Regions from separate parts of the Cricetulus griseus genome. Here region 1 is linked to region 2. A link is a contact called in public Hi-C data. All regions are on one chromosome and are shown on one strand. The core of a region is the stretch at or near the end of the contact, and the rest is flanking DNA. Distances in the headings are between cores, read along the strand shown.

Region 1 (7,135 bases), core at 4,229-6,728, 70 kb after region 2:
CACTCTCCACCTTCTCTCCTGAAGCCGCCTCTGTCAGGTGTTTTCTCACAGTCGTGAAAGAAGTGACAGGACACCACACGACTGTAGACTCTCAGTTCCATCCACCGATGCGGATAGCCGTCCTTTGGCCTCTGCCATACCGTACTGATGACTATAGTTTTATCATAAGTTTTCAAGCTGAGACATGTGCATCTTCCAGCGTTGGTATTTTTGAGATCGTTTTGGCTATTCTCGGCTCCCATAATTCAGACAGGGTTTTCAACACCTGCAAAGATGCCGGTGGGATTTTGGTAGGGACTACACTGAATCTGTACACCAGTGCAGAGGTTACTGACCTGGTATGATTTGGAATCTCCTGACTGACACAGGGATGGATGGTAGGCGCCTTTCCGTGCACTCAGCTCCTCCTCACTGTCTTTTAACACCGTTGCTGAGTATCCAGAACACAAGCTGAGTCTCTCTTGCTCTTAAGCACTTATTGTTTTTCGACGCTGTCCTAACAGCCCACGTTACTGCTTAAACTTCTCCTAGTACTGCTGAAATCAAGATTTACCTTATAGTCAAGAGCACCGTAGCACTACGTCATAGCTCAATTGGTAGCGTGTTGTAAAATCTTACTGGACATAAAGGTTACTTACAATCAACAGCTTCATAGAGTCACTATAGCCTGACACTAACGTGAAATGCCTTGGAACCATCAAGGCAGGGGTGGGCATTGGGCACCTGGAACCATCAGTGCTGAAGAGAAGCTGGAACCAGAGCTGGAAATGCAGGGCTCATCTGTAACCCACTGAAACAGGAAGGAGCCTCTCTGTGTACTTGTTCTGGGTTGGTGGTGAAGGTAGTGTTGTTTTGCTTTGTTTTTTGTTTTATTTTGGTTTTGTTGTTGTTGTTGTTTTCAGACAGGATCTGACTCAGGCTGTCCTTGAACTCATTACATAGCCTCTCAAATCTTTGGCTATCCTCCTGCCTCATTGTCCTGGGTACTGGGATTACAGGTGTGAACTTCCACGCCCAGCCTGGACCATTTCAATTTTATTGTCTAGTAAATCCCATTGCCGTTTTATTAATATAGGTATTATCTTACCCGCCACAGATAAACTGAAAAACTCCCTCAAATAATCTATGTGTTGAGAACTGCTATGCTGGTGGCTACTCACCACATCCTTCAGCCAAGGGTTCCCAACGAGCACCCCCACAGATCCATAAACCTCCTCCATCTCCATAGAGGCACCTTCACCCCATGGTGGATGTAGCCAGAAACTCAGCAAGTTCTTATTGCATAGTATCTTAGAGAAACTGTCTATAAGCAGAAAAAGAAAAATGTTACCGGAAGTACTGTAGTTTTCAAGCTCGAAACTAGGAATGTGCACAGAAATTTGAAGCAGCTCACATCTAATCTGCTGTCACATCCCTGTAACTGAAGCAAGACACCAGCTGGTAGCAAGGCAGAGGCACCGCCTTCCGCCAACACACACACACACACACACACACACACACACACACACACACACACACACACACACGCGCGCGCGCGCGCGCGCGCTCCATCGTCTCCACTCCGTTTCCAGCCCTTCTCCTTTATATTTCAAACCAAACGCCCTGGTCATCACACACAATCACCGTTATACCATACTCTCTAGGCAGTGGCGCTCAGACAATGGAATGAAGAAGACGCCTTCAAGGGTAAAAAGCAGACAGAAGACAAGAGGGTCTGGGTAGCAGTCTCAAAAAAAAAAAACAAAAAAAAAAAACAAAAAACAAAAACATTGTGCGGATAAAGAGGAGACAACAAAGGAAGAAATATTTTCAAGTTTACTGCTGTAAACGCTGATCACACAGGGAATATCTGTAAATGTCTTCAGACTTTTTTTTTCTTTTTCTCCCCCCAAGATAGGGTTTCTCTGTGTGACAGCCCTGGCCTGGATTTGTAGACCAGGCTGCCCTGGAACTCAAGAGATCCTCCTGCCCCTGCTTCCTGAGTGCTAGGACTAAAGGCGAGGGCCACCACACCCAGCTTCTTCAAACGTTTCTAGTTGCCACCGCTGGAAATGGGATACTGATGGCATCAGGCAGGGCTATCGCTGGACACCTAGCAATTCCCAAGACACGCCCTGACTAACAAAGCACAGACCTGATATAAGCTACCTATAGCTTTTACCAAATTCTCAAATGAGATATGAATCAAAAACTCAAAGAACACTGGCTTTTATGAATATTCCCCCTAAGTCACGGGAGAAAAGAGTCCCGCCAGGTCCTGCTGCCCTTCTCAGCCTCAAACAGGCATGCAAACACTATAATAATTACAAAACTATTGGCTGATGACTAGGGCTCATTGGCTAGCTCTGTCTTAATTAGTAACCCATGTCTATTAATCTATGTATTTCTACATGGCCTTATCTTACCACAGAATGCCCTGCACGCCCTATCCTACCGGTCCCTCCATGTGTCCCCTTCTGGCCTTCTCTGCCTACCTTTCCCAGAATTCTTGTCTCCTTGCCTGGCCTATCTTCCTGCCTCTACTGGCTATTGGCCAAACAGTGTTTTATTCACAACCAATAAGAGAAACATATATACAAAAGGACATCTACCCATCAACACACCAATTCTGCTTCAAATCAGAAGTCATCAGACCCATCCCATCCGGGTCTGGCCCCCACAGACTTCATGGCCCTTTCCACTGTCCATTGTCATTCCTAGCTATAGACAGGTTTTTTTTTTTTTTTTTTTTTTTTTTTTTTGTTCTACCATCTCTAGATCCTTCAAGGATCTCATTCCACAAGACAGGTTAATATAATTATAAACGTGACAACTATTAACTATTAAGATATCAACGTTATTGGGGGTGGGGACTAGAGAGATGGTTCAGGGGTTAAGAGCACTGGCTGTTCCTCCAGAGGTCCTGAGTTCAATTCCCAGCAACCACATGTTGGCTCACAACCATCTGTAACTAACGGGATCTGCTGGTGTTGGTGAAGACAGAGCACTCATACACATAAAATAAACATTTTTTTTAAAAAGGCTATTAACCTTGTAGCTTCATGATATGTGTTTCAAACCCCATTCTCTTTAGACGCGTTCTGTTCAATAACCATTTTCTTTAACTTTTTTTTCTTTTTTTTCCTCAACACATCCCTGGGCCCTGGCAAACAGTAATAAAACTGAGTTTACAGCCTTCCACCCTCGGTAGTCACAAAACCTAAAAGCATGTCACTAAATGTTAACAAAGGCATGTGAGGGTAAGGCGGAACGAATCACACACCGGCACACGCCAATCACGGCCCAGTTGCACACGCAGTATGGAGCAAGCTCTCCTGTTTGTGGCTCGCTCCAGCAGCCCTGTGACCCAGCCGTCAGAGCCCAGGTAAATTAGGACTCTTCTCATCCTCAGTATTCCCCGGGGGAGTGCCAGGCAAATGTGAGATTCAGGCTGGGTTGCGGTGACTCACTCACTCACTCACTCACGGGAGGGTCAGAGTTCTATCCAGGGCAGCCTTCTCTTTATTTACTTATTTTTAGGGCCACGGATACAGTGTATCTATTTAGCTCTAACCGGAAAGCAGCAGGTCGGAGGGCCGCGAGTGTAGACCTTTACCAGGCCCTTTCTGAACACCAGTAGACAGGGCTCCCTCCCTCTCATCCTAGACAACTGCGACCGCTCTGAACCAGGTTGTTTGGAGCTCACCACGTGGGGGGGAGGGGATGTCACCTTTAAACTCTTTTCTTTCCCCCCCAATTATCAGCGATGCAGCAGCCGGGGGCCCGGTGGGTCAGGCTCCAGCCTCCAGCTCCGTGCAGAGCCCCGGGCCGGGGGCCAGAGATACCCGGGGCCGGGAACCGGTGAGAGAACAATGGCTGCGAGCCTGACATGGGGGTCACGGCCGAGCCGCGGCCACGCGGGGGTCCAGGCGTCTCCCAGGCCGGTGCCGCTACCGCCTCATCGGGCTGCCCGGCCGGCCAGGGAAGCGCTAACGAGGCGGGTGAGCGGGAGAACGGGCGAGCCGCTCGCCCGCCAGGCCCGGGGGGTCACGCACGGGCGAGCGGGCGAGCGAGGGAGGGAGCAAGGGCGCTGGCCCTGCGGTTCCCGCCCGAGGCCCCGCCCCCTCCGCGCTTATGTAACAGGGGAGCGCTGCCATTGGCCGGCGCGGCCGGAAGGGCGGGCGCGGGCGGGCGGGCGCGCGCGAGGGGCGGGGCGCCCGCGGCCGCGGGAAGGGCGAGGGGCGGGGCCTCGCGGGCGGAAGGGCGGGAGCACGGCGCGGCGTGCGCGCGCACGAGCAGACGGGGCCCCGCTTCGGGCTCGGGCGCGGAGGGAAAGGAGGAAGGGCGGGCGTGCGAGCGAGCGGGCGAGCGGGCGAGCGGGCTGGCTGGCGGGCGCGCGCTGCGGCGGGTGTGCGAGCGTGCGAGCGGGCGTGCGAGCGAGCGGGCGTGCGAGGCGCGGGCTGTTGTGCTCCCGGCTCTGCTCGGTCCGTCCTCGGCGGCTGGCGGAGGCCCCAAGCGGTGCGGGGCGCGTCCCTTCCTTCCCTGCTCGCCCTGCCCGGCTCCCTCTCGCGCGGCGCGGTCTCCCGGACGCCAGACCGGCCCCGGCCCGGGTGAGCGGCGCCGCTGGACGCGGGCGGGAGCCGGGGTGGGAGGGCACGCGGCGGCGGCGGCGGGCGGCGGGAGGCGGGGCGAGCGGGCGGGCGGGCGAGCGGGTGAGCATCGGGCTCCGTGCGGAGCAGGCGCGGGGCTGCGGGCTCCCCCCAGGCCTCGGGCTGGGCTGAGCTGCAGCCGCGGGGTGGAGTCTGCCCACGATCGGGTGTTCGAAGCCCGGATCGGGCCGCGGAGCCGGCCTGGGCCTCTCCCTGGGGCTGGCTGCAGAGTGCGAGCCTGTTCCCCGGCTACCCGGCTTCGGAGGAAGTTGTCGGGGTGTGAGCGGCCCCTCAGGGCCGGGCTTGACTTGTTGCCTCCTTTCCCAAGCGCCCTGGTTTTCCAAGAACTCTTTTTTCCTGGTTCTCAGCTCCTTTGCAGCCTCCGGGGAGGATGGAAAAGTTTCGTTAAAAAAGAGAGAAGGAAAGAGAGAAAACCAGCGGGTAGCTGTCTGCAAACGATGAGTCTGTCTGTGGCCTTTTCAGTTGGCCGCAGGGTTTTGTCGAGACCTCGAGGGGCTTGGTCGGGAGCAGATCGTAAGCTGAGCTGTCCGAAAGCAGGTGGTTGCGCCGCTTGCACTTCTGCTTTCGCAAAGGAAACCGGTGCCCTGTCAGAAGTTAGGGCCTGCCCCACGCAGCTAGCCTGTTAGAGCGGATCTCCTCTGCCTGGTGTTGCGTTTTTTTGTTTTTTGTGTTTTTTTGTGTCTTCAGAAAGAACAAGTGGACACAGGCCGTTTTGTTACTGTTGCGAGGTGGTAAAGGAAATGGGGTTAAATCCCAGGTGTGCTGTCGTGCTTTAGGTACGAAGCCCTAAATCCGAAAGTTGAAAAGAGGCTTCCCTCACCCGGTGACATTGTTGTTAAGAGTACGGTGCATGGGAAAGGTTATCAGAAATAGCTGTTCTAACTTCTAGGTTGCATGGAGAGTTCTGGAATTGGTGATGTGCTGTTTTGTAACTTCATAGAGCAAAGATAAAATTCCTAAGGACTGTTCCTCAAAAGTAGTGTCTTCGCATACGTAACCAACCGTATTGTATGGAAGAGTTAGGTCTGAAGTAACCAGATGTTTTAGCAAGGCTCTGATACGAAGACAGATGGACGTTAAGAATGTTTTCAAAGTGCTGGTGTGCATAGATTGAAGACCCACATCAAAACGTACTTTTAAATATGCCATTGGGCGTAATGCAACACGCCTTTAATCCCAGCACTCAGGAGGCAGAGGCAGGTACATCTCTGTGAGTTCAAGGTCAGCCTGGGATTGGTTTAAATCGCAAAAATGAAGTGTAATCTTTATGATAAACAGTAGCTATTTGCCTTGGATGGTTATGGATTTCTTCTATTAGACTAGCATATTAAACATTCTTGTAGTTAGTGAAAGACTGGACAGGCTTTATAGGGAAAGCATTAATTCTCCTGGCTGTTTTATCAGACTTTCAGTGCATTGTGTAACAGCAGTGGGAAAGTGTCCAGTAAGTGTACATTTGTCCAGTTTCCATTGGGGGCAGGGAGGTTGGGAGGGGAGCTCTTGACTGTTTGTGTGAAACACTTTTGACTTTCTGTCCAGTAACTAATGAGGGTTCCAGTCAGAAAAGGCTAGCCCTCTTCTGCTAAGGTCCTTGTATGTTCCTGTCTTTCAGTGATTTCAAAGTTTAGGATGTAATTACAGTGCTGTTCAAAATGACATAGGATCTAACTTTCACATGCTTCAAAAGCACTGTCTGCTAGGTCCTGTGTGAACAGGTTTAATTTGTGCTGCCTAACTAGCAGTCTGGTTTTCACAGGACTCTCTCAGGTTACAATTTGTCGTAACACATTTTTCACTCCAGGCGGTCAGTAGCAAAGAGTAGGAAGACATTTTCAGCTTTGCAGAAGGTACCCTTATACCAGAAGACTAATTGGTCCTTATAATTTGTGTGGCTGGGCCTGCCAGGTGGCTGAGCAGATGAAGGTGCTGTCAAGCCTTGAGGGTCTGAGTTGGAATCCGGAAGTTGTTCACCACAACCTCTATACTCCATATCCCTGTGTTTCCATGTGGGAAAGAACTTTTAAAGGAACATTTGATAGCATAATAGTTTATTGAAGCCCAAGGACTGAAAGGAACAATTGCTGTCCTCCTGTGACCTCTTTTAGCTAGTGGCACTTAAAAAAAAACCTCGAGTTATAAGTCACAGTAGAGGCTGTTGGGGAGGGAAGTTAACTTTGTCACTTGACTACTTTTATAATCAAACAATGAAGGGAGACTAAACTTTGGAGCATCATCTCGGTAGAGTGAAAGAGAAGGAAAACCTTTGGGAGTGGGCTATGGTCTTGCTCTGTAGGCCAGGTTGACCGGAGCGTGAAGCCTTTCTCCCTCCGCCTCCAGTGCTGAGACGGGGCCTTTGCGATTCCAGTCCCAGCCCCGATGATTGAATTTTTAAAAGCAAGTACACACATACCTTATAATCATTACCTGTTTTAAGGTACAGAACATTTTCATCACCCTCCAATGCCTCTCCTGTCATCTCTCCTCAG
Region 2 (6,835 bases), core at 1,509-4,008:
GAATTCAGGGTTTTTTGTTTTTGTTTTTGTTTTTAAGATTTATTTATTACATATACACTGTTCTACCTACATACCAGCAGAGGGCACCAGATCTCATTATAGATGGTTGTGAGCCACCATGTGATTGCTGGGAATTGAACTCAGGACCTCTGGAAGAGCAGCCAATGCTCTTAACCTCTGAGCCATCTCTCCAGCCCCAAATTCAGGGTTCTTAGTAGTCAAAGTGGCAGGCGGGGACTCCGATGATTGTCTGCTCTCCTGCAGCAAGGAGGGGCCCAGGCAACTCTGATGCAGATTCCTGAGGTGACCTGAAGTCCGGGGAGAGCCGCCTGACCTCCAACCATGACAAGGATGCAGCATGAAGCACCGGTGTTGCTGTAAGGCAGAGTCCCCCAGACTCTAACCCCAGTCTTCCATTTCCTTTCCAAGCACAGAAACGAAGGTAACAACCGCCAAATCTCGCCTCATCCCCTGCAACACAACATCGCCACCTGCTGGCCAAAGTGCCACAGTGGCCTTGGGCGCACCGAAAGTTTAGCTGGGAATGGCAACCAGCCATGGGTCTTTAAACACGCTTTACAGCAAGCTGTGTTCCAGTCACGATGGGCTTCCACATTTCTGGACTTCGTGTAGACGCGTGCTTTAAAACCAGAAATTAATAGGTCACTCTACGTTTTCATTGCACCCTTTCCTCAATCTGGTGTATACTGTAAGTTCCCAGGCCTGATCTTTCTGATATGTGTTATATTTTAAAAAGTGGCACAAGAGAAAGAGACCATCCAACAGAACTTGGGTGGAGGTTTTTAAATTGGGGGGGCATTGAATGGGAAAAGGGGGAGGGGGAAAGGGGAGACCAGTCTCTGGGGACAGGAGAGAGAGAGACAGACAGGCAGAGAAGCAGCGAGAGGATGGGAGGTGGGCGGGGCCCTTTTCAAAGGAACACAGTGAATGCGCACAGATGATGCTTTTAGTGGCTGCAGCTGAGGGCGTATGCTGTAAGACTTCCCAAGGACAGGCCAGTACAGATGCCTGGATACTAACATCATGATTTTAATGTACTCATGTTCTCCTACAGTCTCGTGTCACCCTGAGGAGTCGGTAGAGTGGCATTCTTTCTACTCCAGGAATAAGTCATTTCTGTGCCATGTGACAGACAATGCCACTCACCAAGGTACAATCATCTTCCATCCTTAAAATATAGGGGGAAAGCTGCTTGCAATGAAGGAGGAAAGGAGGGAGGAAAAGGAAACAGAAAAGGAAAAGGAAAAAATGGGAACAGGGCTTGGGGGTAAGGCTAGAGCGATGGCACAGTGGTTAAGAGCATTGCCTTAGAACCCAGCTGGGGTGGAACATTTGTTACACGTGTTCTCTGCACTGGGTACCATAGAGTAGAAGCCCCTAAGGTCTGAGGAACCCACGCTCCAGGTTAATTAACCTCAGCTGTTCAGAGATTATTCTCAGTTTTTTTTTTTCCATTACAGTAACCTTGTGAGGGGGTGGGGAGGCAGAAGAGGGTGTTAGATGTGTTAAATTGTGTGAATGTGTGCAGGTATTCATCCACGTGTGTGTAAAAGAGACAAAGAAAAGAGGCACAAAGATCGAGAGGCGGCACAGAGATTTATTTCTAAGGATGAGGCTGCAGAATAAAAATGCCAGTCCCCTCTCAAGCTTCTCAAGCAGAAATCAAGCATTTGGTAAATTGATTAAGTGCTTGGAATAACCCTTCTGACAGCTGGGTCCCCTGTCGTTCTGGATCTGGGAAGTTGGTCAAAGACCACACGCCAGTCTTGGTGCGATCACCTCATTCAGGCCCCAAAGCAACAGATGTTGAAAGACGGAGCAGCATCCCCCACTGGCCTCATGCTTGCTAGAGTTACTTGAAGATTCTCAAGGCTGATTTCCCTGGCTCGGACCCCAAGAAACCTCTCCACTCTGATCTTTCCTAGAACAGGCTTTGGTTTTACGTCTGGGAATCGGGTGAAATCTTAACCCATTGTGTTTTGCGTCATCCTGAAGATGTCCACACAGACCCGCATCTGCACGTACCCGATGGTACCCTCCAGCAGCCTGCATGCCTCTGGCCAGCCTGTCTTTCCAGTCAATCCCTGCACTCAGTCCTAGAGGGAATTTTAGAATAAACCTAGCGTATCTTTGTCCAGCAGGTGGCGCTGTGGACCGCGCTCTGCAAGACCATCTGAAGGTAATTTTAGGGACTCTCCAGAGCCCTCACAGCTTTTCTCCCGAAGCCTGGAATTAGTTAGTCTCATTTGATACACCGTCCCTTTCTCTGAAATCTTTAAAACATTATTCATTCACCACAAGCCTGTGAATGGATCGCAAACGTACAAACTACATCAATTAAAAATATGCAGGCTGTTTGGTTTTGGAGACAGGGTTTCTCTGTGTATCCCTGGCTGTCCTGGAACTCATTCTGTCGACCAGGCTGGCCTCGAACTCAAAGCTTTGCCTGCCTCTGCCTCACAAGTGGTGAGATTCAAGGTGTGTGCCACCAACACCTGGCTAATAACCAAACTTGCAAGGGGCTATGGGCAAGGATTTAGGGGGAAGTGACTTGTTGCATAGAGGCTAAGTGACCCCAACCTGAATCATACCATCTGGGTGTGACTGGGACCATCTGGGAGAGCTTTGGCATGTCTCATGCCATCTAAGTCTGGCCTGCAAGTCTGAGTTCTGAGTTGTCCAGGTCTATGGCATGTACAGGCCTTGGGTGAAGCCATTGAGTAGTTAAGGACTCCCTGCTCCTTGATGATGATCTCAGAGCAAAGGTATCCAGGCCTTGCTGCTGGTGGTGGTTGCTGATGCAGCCCTGTAAACTGGGTAGCAGAGCTCGGTCAGCAGCTAGAAATGCCTTGTGCCTTGCCAGTCTGTGGTTGCTGAATCATCTCACTGGTTCCCTAGTTGGATCCATTCCCAAAGCCTCTTTAGGGGGCTGTCCCAGCATCACTCGGAGAAGGAAAGCTCGTGTTTTGTTAGCAGACAAAATCAGCTGAAAGCCTCAGGCTCGGAACTGCTACCAACCCCTGCCTCCTTCTGGTACCTGAACACCCTGCTTATTCATTAAGAGTCTTTAAAGGGAAGAGGAACCTCGGTCCTCAAGACAGAAATAAGCACAGCTGAGGTTTCAGAGCCCAAAGGACTGCAGGCCTGGGCCTGTACATTCCGGCACTCTGTCCATCTTCTTTGGAGCAGCCTCATCACCAGTGTCAGACAGAGAGATGACAGATATGGCCAAGCTGCCTCAAGAATCTCCTCGTTGCTCTTTGAAGCAAGCTGGAGACGCCCTGATTCTGGAATGCTGACCAGGAACAGGTGGCTGGCCGCATCCATCTGCCTCAGATTAAAAAATGCTCAGGTTGATCTGACAACCCAGACCAAGGACAGACACACTTCCATAAGAGAGCCCTTTCCCTTTAAGAATGATTTTTAGTGTGTGTGTGTGTGTGTCTGTCTGTCTGTCTGTCTGTCTGTCTGTGTCTGTAAAGAGGTGAAGTCAGAAGAGGGCATTGGATCCCCTGGACCTGGAGTTACAGGTGTTTGAGGGCCAGCTGGTTCTAGTTTGGGAAATGAGACTTGGGTCCTCTGTGAGAGCCTTAAATGCTCTTAACCTCTGAGCCATCTCTGCAGCCCCAGGAGAAAGAACACTCCTTAGTGCCACAGCCTCATCATTTGTCCTGGTCCCCAAGGCCACAGTTCTCTTCCACTTTACTCAGCCATGGAAAAATGTAAAATACAGAAGACAGAGAGCACTCAAGTGAAACTCAATGTGTAGCCTCATCTAGTTCCCCAGATTACCAAGAGATTGACAACCGTCTGATACTGTTCTTCGTAACCTTGAGGCTAAAGTCAAAGCTCGGCTCTACTGGGCAGTCTGCTCTCCATCTCTGCTAACTTCCAGAGGCTGCCCACATTCTCTGGTTGTGACTTTTCCCTCAAGTCACCCTTACCTCTTCCTGAGGTTGTCCCTCCCCTGCTACCCACTCTAGTCTCCTTCCTCCAGGATATAAGGGCCCTGTGGCCACCTTGTGCCTGTCCAGGTGTCTTAGGATAATCTCCTTATTTTAGCACCCTTAATGGTCAGGCACACCTGTGGCCAGCCCCTAAGTAGGCGTCGCTATAGCTTCCCCTACAGGAACACATCTGTAGCATTGATTATTCAGAGCTACATTCCTGGAATTAGGAGGCAGACATCTCTGTGGCCACTTGTGAGCATAGCACGGGGGGGGGGGGGGGGGGAGGGGGAGCTATCAGACATCCAGGCACAGCCACCTCACAACTGTGTCCTTGCTGAAGTTCTTCCTGAGTGAACAGTTGCAAACAAGCACCATGATCCAGGAAATCTATAGATGGCCATTAATTTGAGGGGCTATTCTCTACCCCTGAACACTGGCCAGTTGTAGGTCTCTGTTAATCCCCACGTACTGCCAAGAGATTCTCTGATGATGGCCGTGGCCTCTGCATTTCTAAGAAGTCACTTCATGGCCTGGAGAAATGGCCCAGTGGCTAAGAGCACCTGTTGCTCATCCAGAGGACCCAGATTCAGTTCCCAGCCACCCATGTTAGGCAGTGACAATGACTTGTAACTTTAGCTCCAGAGAATCCGATGCCTTTGGTCTCTGAAGGCACACACATACGCTTAGCATATATTCAAACACACACACACACACACACACACACACACACACACACACCACACAAATAATAAACAAACAAAATCCTAAGATGAGTCTAGAAAGGCAGACTCATTAGTATCTCAGAGAGATACTTGCAGCCTAGGTGGATATCATAGCCAACAGTGTCAAAGGTGTAAGCATTGCAGCTCAGATGAAAAAGGATCCTGGGAGTCAGGAGCCAAGGAATACTAGAGTCACCCAAACACAGCAACTTACAGCCCTTCTCCAGGGAAAGGTTTCCCCAATGTAACAACTCCAATTGTCAGGGGAGGTTTTCCCAGTAAAGTTGTTACATTTCTGCTGAGGTCCCCCGGAGTGTAACAAACTCTGCTACCCTAGCAAAGTTGTTACATTTCTGCTCGCCCCTCCCTCTAGTGAAAGCTGTTACTTCTCTGTTCCCATTCCTGGGAAAGGTCTTCCTCAAACCTCATTCAGGAATTTACCGGGATGGAAGAATCCAAGCGGGTGGCTGCCTGTGCCCGGGTGGAAAAGGCGGCCCCCACTCAGCAGGTACAGGGCTTATATAGGGCTTCTCAGAGGTAGAATTTTTCCAGTGTAGGAATTGTTCAAACTCCAATCCCTAAACTTGGACAAACTCACAGACTGACAAGATTTCGTGCTCAGGGATTGGTTGGTTTTCCTGCTCAGGGATTGTTTATTTGTACTGAGTTGGCCAGGGATGGAGTGTGTTTCTTTCACTGGCCCTTTTTAACCTCTTGTCTCCGGTCTCAGGGTCAGGGTGTGTTTCTTTGGCTGTCCCTTTTACCCTATAGAAGGCAGGTGGGAACCCAGTCTTCTTTGTTGATGAAAGTTGTGAAAATTACTTTCGGGTTAAAAGGAAGTTAAAATCAAAAGCAAAAACCATCCTTGTGGCTGCTGGGGAGCGGAGGACGTTTTCTTCTGTGGTGTAGCCACTAAGGTGCCTGTACTCCTGTAAATAAACTCTTGCCTGTGCTTCTGCAAGCAACGCTAAGGAAACTCATCGGTTCACAAAAACATGAAAACAGAGGATGAGTTGGAAAGAGGGAGGGGATCAACAGGAGTGGGAGCTGGCCAGAAGGTGATGGGAGACCAATATGATCAAAATACACAATACACAAGTATGGACATGTCATAGTAAAATCCATTGTTATATTAATGAATGTGTAACAATACAAACTTAAGCCAAATTATCTTTTAGCATCAGTTTATTGTTTTCATAAGGGAAATTTGCAAACCAGAATTAAATGACTCCTCCAAGCCCCTATACACAGTGATCATACAATAACTGAACTTGCATCTAGCTCGCTCTGTGTACCTGACAGTGTGGGATGAGCTAAATGACCCCACAAGAGTGACTATTGAGGGACACAGGGACAGTTTTGTGAATAAAGGCACTTGCTGCTAAGCCTGATGACTTGAGTTCCGTCCCCAAAAGCCACACGGTGAAAGGAGAGAATTGAGTCCCCCAAGTTGTTCTCTGACCTCCACGTGTTCTTGCTGTGGTATTTGTACACACACACACACACACACACACACACACACACACGAACAAATAAATAAATGCAATTTAACATTGTAAAAGGGGGCACTTGTCTCCACTCCTTTCTTCTATGGCTGCTATTCAGTCACACGGACCAAGCAGTCCTGTCTCTTCAAGTCAGTCCCTACAAACTGCAGCCAGCTCTCTACCTAGGATGGCGGTTAATATCAGTTCACAGAGATGGGGTTCTCTGAACAAGGCTCTGGTGGAATGAAATGAAGGATGTGTCACAGTAAAAACCACTGTAGTCAGTCTCTCTGGTAGACGCAGGAAGGAATAGCTCTCAGCCTATTGCTGCCGTCATCGTCACCGGTGCCATCACCTTTTGATGGTGTAAATTATGTATTTCAAACATGGGGATATGTGTTCGCATCCCATGCCCTTCCAACAATGTGTGTGGTACCCAACCACTGAGATGTGACAGCTGTTTTCCCTCCCCTTGGATCTAGGCTGGGCTAAAGCCCTAGTCACTGTGTGTAGTGAGAGTGTAGGTACCTGTGGCGCTGACCCCGCCCATTCGGATGTGGTCACAGGTAAGCGGGTGGGATTTTGGTCTAAGAGGACAGGCTTGCTCTCTCTGGGTTCTGGTCAGGTCTTGGACGGCAACTGAGATTGGATGCTC

Evidence for each region. A called contact is a pair of places that touch in the nucleus more often than the background predicts.
Region 1: a contact with region 2 is called in a Hi-C map of the CHO-K1 cell line, with 5 times the contacts expected there. The contact joins the promoter of LOC118239369 here to the enhancer-like site in region 2. A contact is called at or near these places in 3 of 8 Hi-C or Micro-C datasets (the CHO-K1 cell line and fibroblasts).

What each region holds. Positions count from the first base shown.
Region 1 is chr10:14,527,521-14,534,655 of CriGri-PICRH-1.0, forward strand. It overlaps LOC118239369 (proline-rich protein 2-like), which reads right to left and starts at 5,479. Exons shown (of 3, transcript XM_035449662.1): 1 at 5,470-5,479; 2 at 5,136-5,233; 3 at 4,112-5,008. The coding sequence starts at 5,479. The coding sequence ends at 4,112. Znf706 (zinc finger protein 706) reads left to right here and starts at 4,359. Exons shown (of 4, transcript XM_027431487.2): 1 at 4,359-4,589. It overlaps LOC118239357 (a long non-coding RNA gene), which reads right to left and starts at 4,090. Exons shown (of 2, transcript XR_004771273.1): 1 at 3,031-4,090.
Region 2 is chr10:14,460,718-14,467,552 of CriGri-PICRH-1.0, forward strand. It overlaps LOC113837426 (a long non-coding RNA gene), which reads right to left. Exons shown (of 3, transcript XR_003488000.2): 2 at 6,709-6,835; 3 at 6,193-6,535. Among named protein-coding and RNA genes, the nearest start is that of Znf706, 68 kb to the right of the region's middle. Within about 2 kb of position 2,759, at least 5 of the 6 cell types and tissues checked have open chromatin away from gene starts, as enhancers often do. A contact at or near this core is called in the CHO-K1 cell line and fibroblasts, where this site is marked.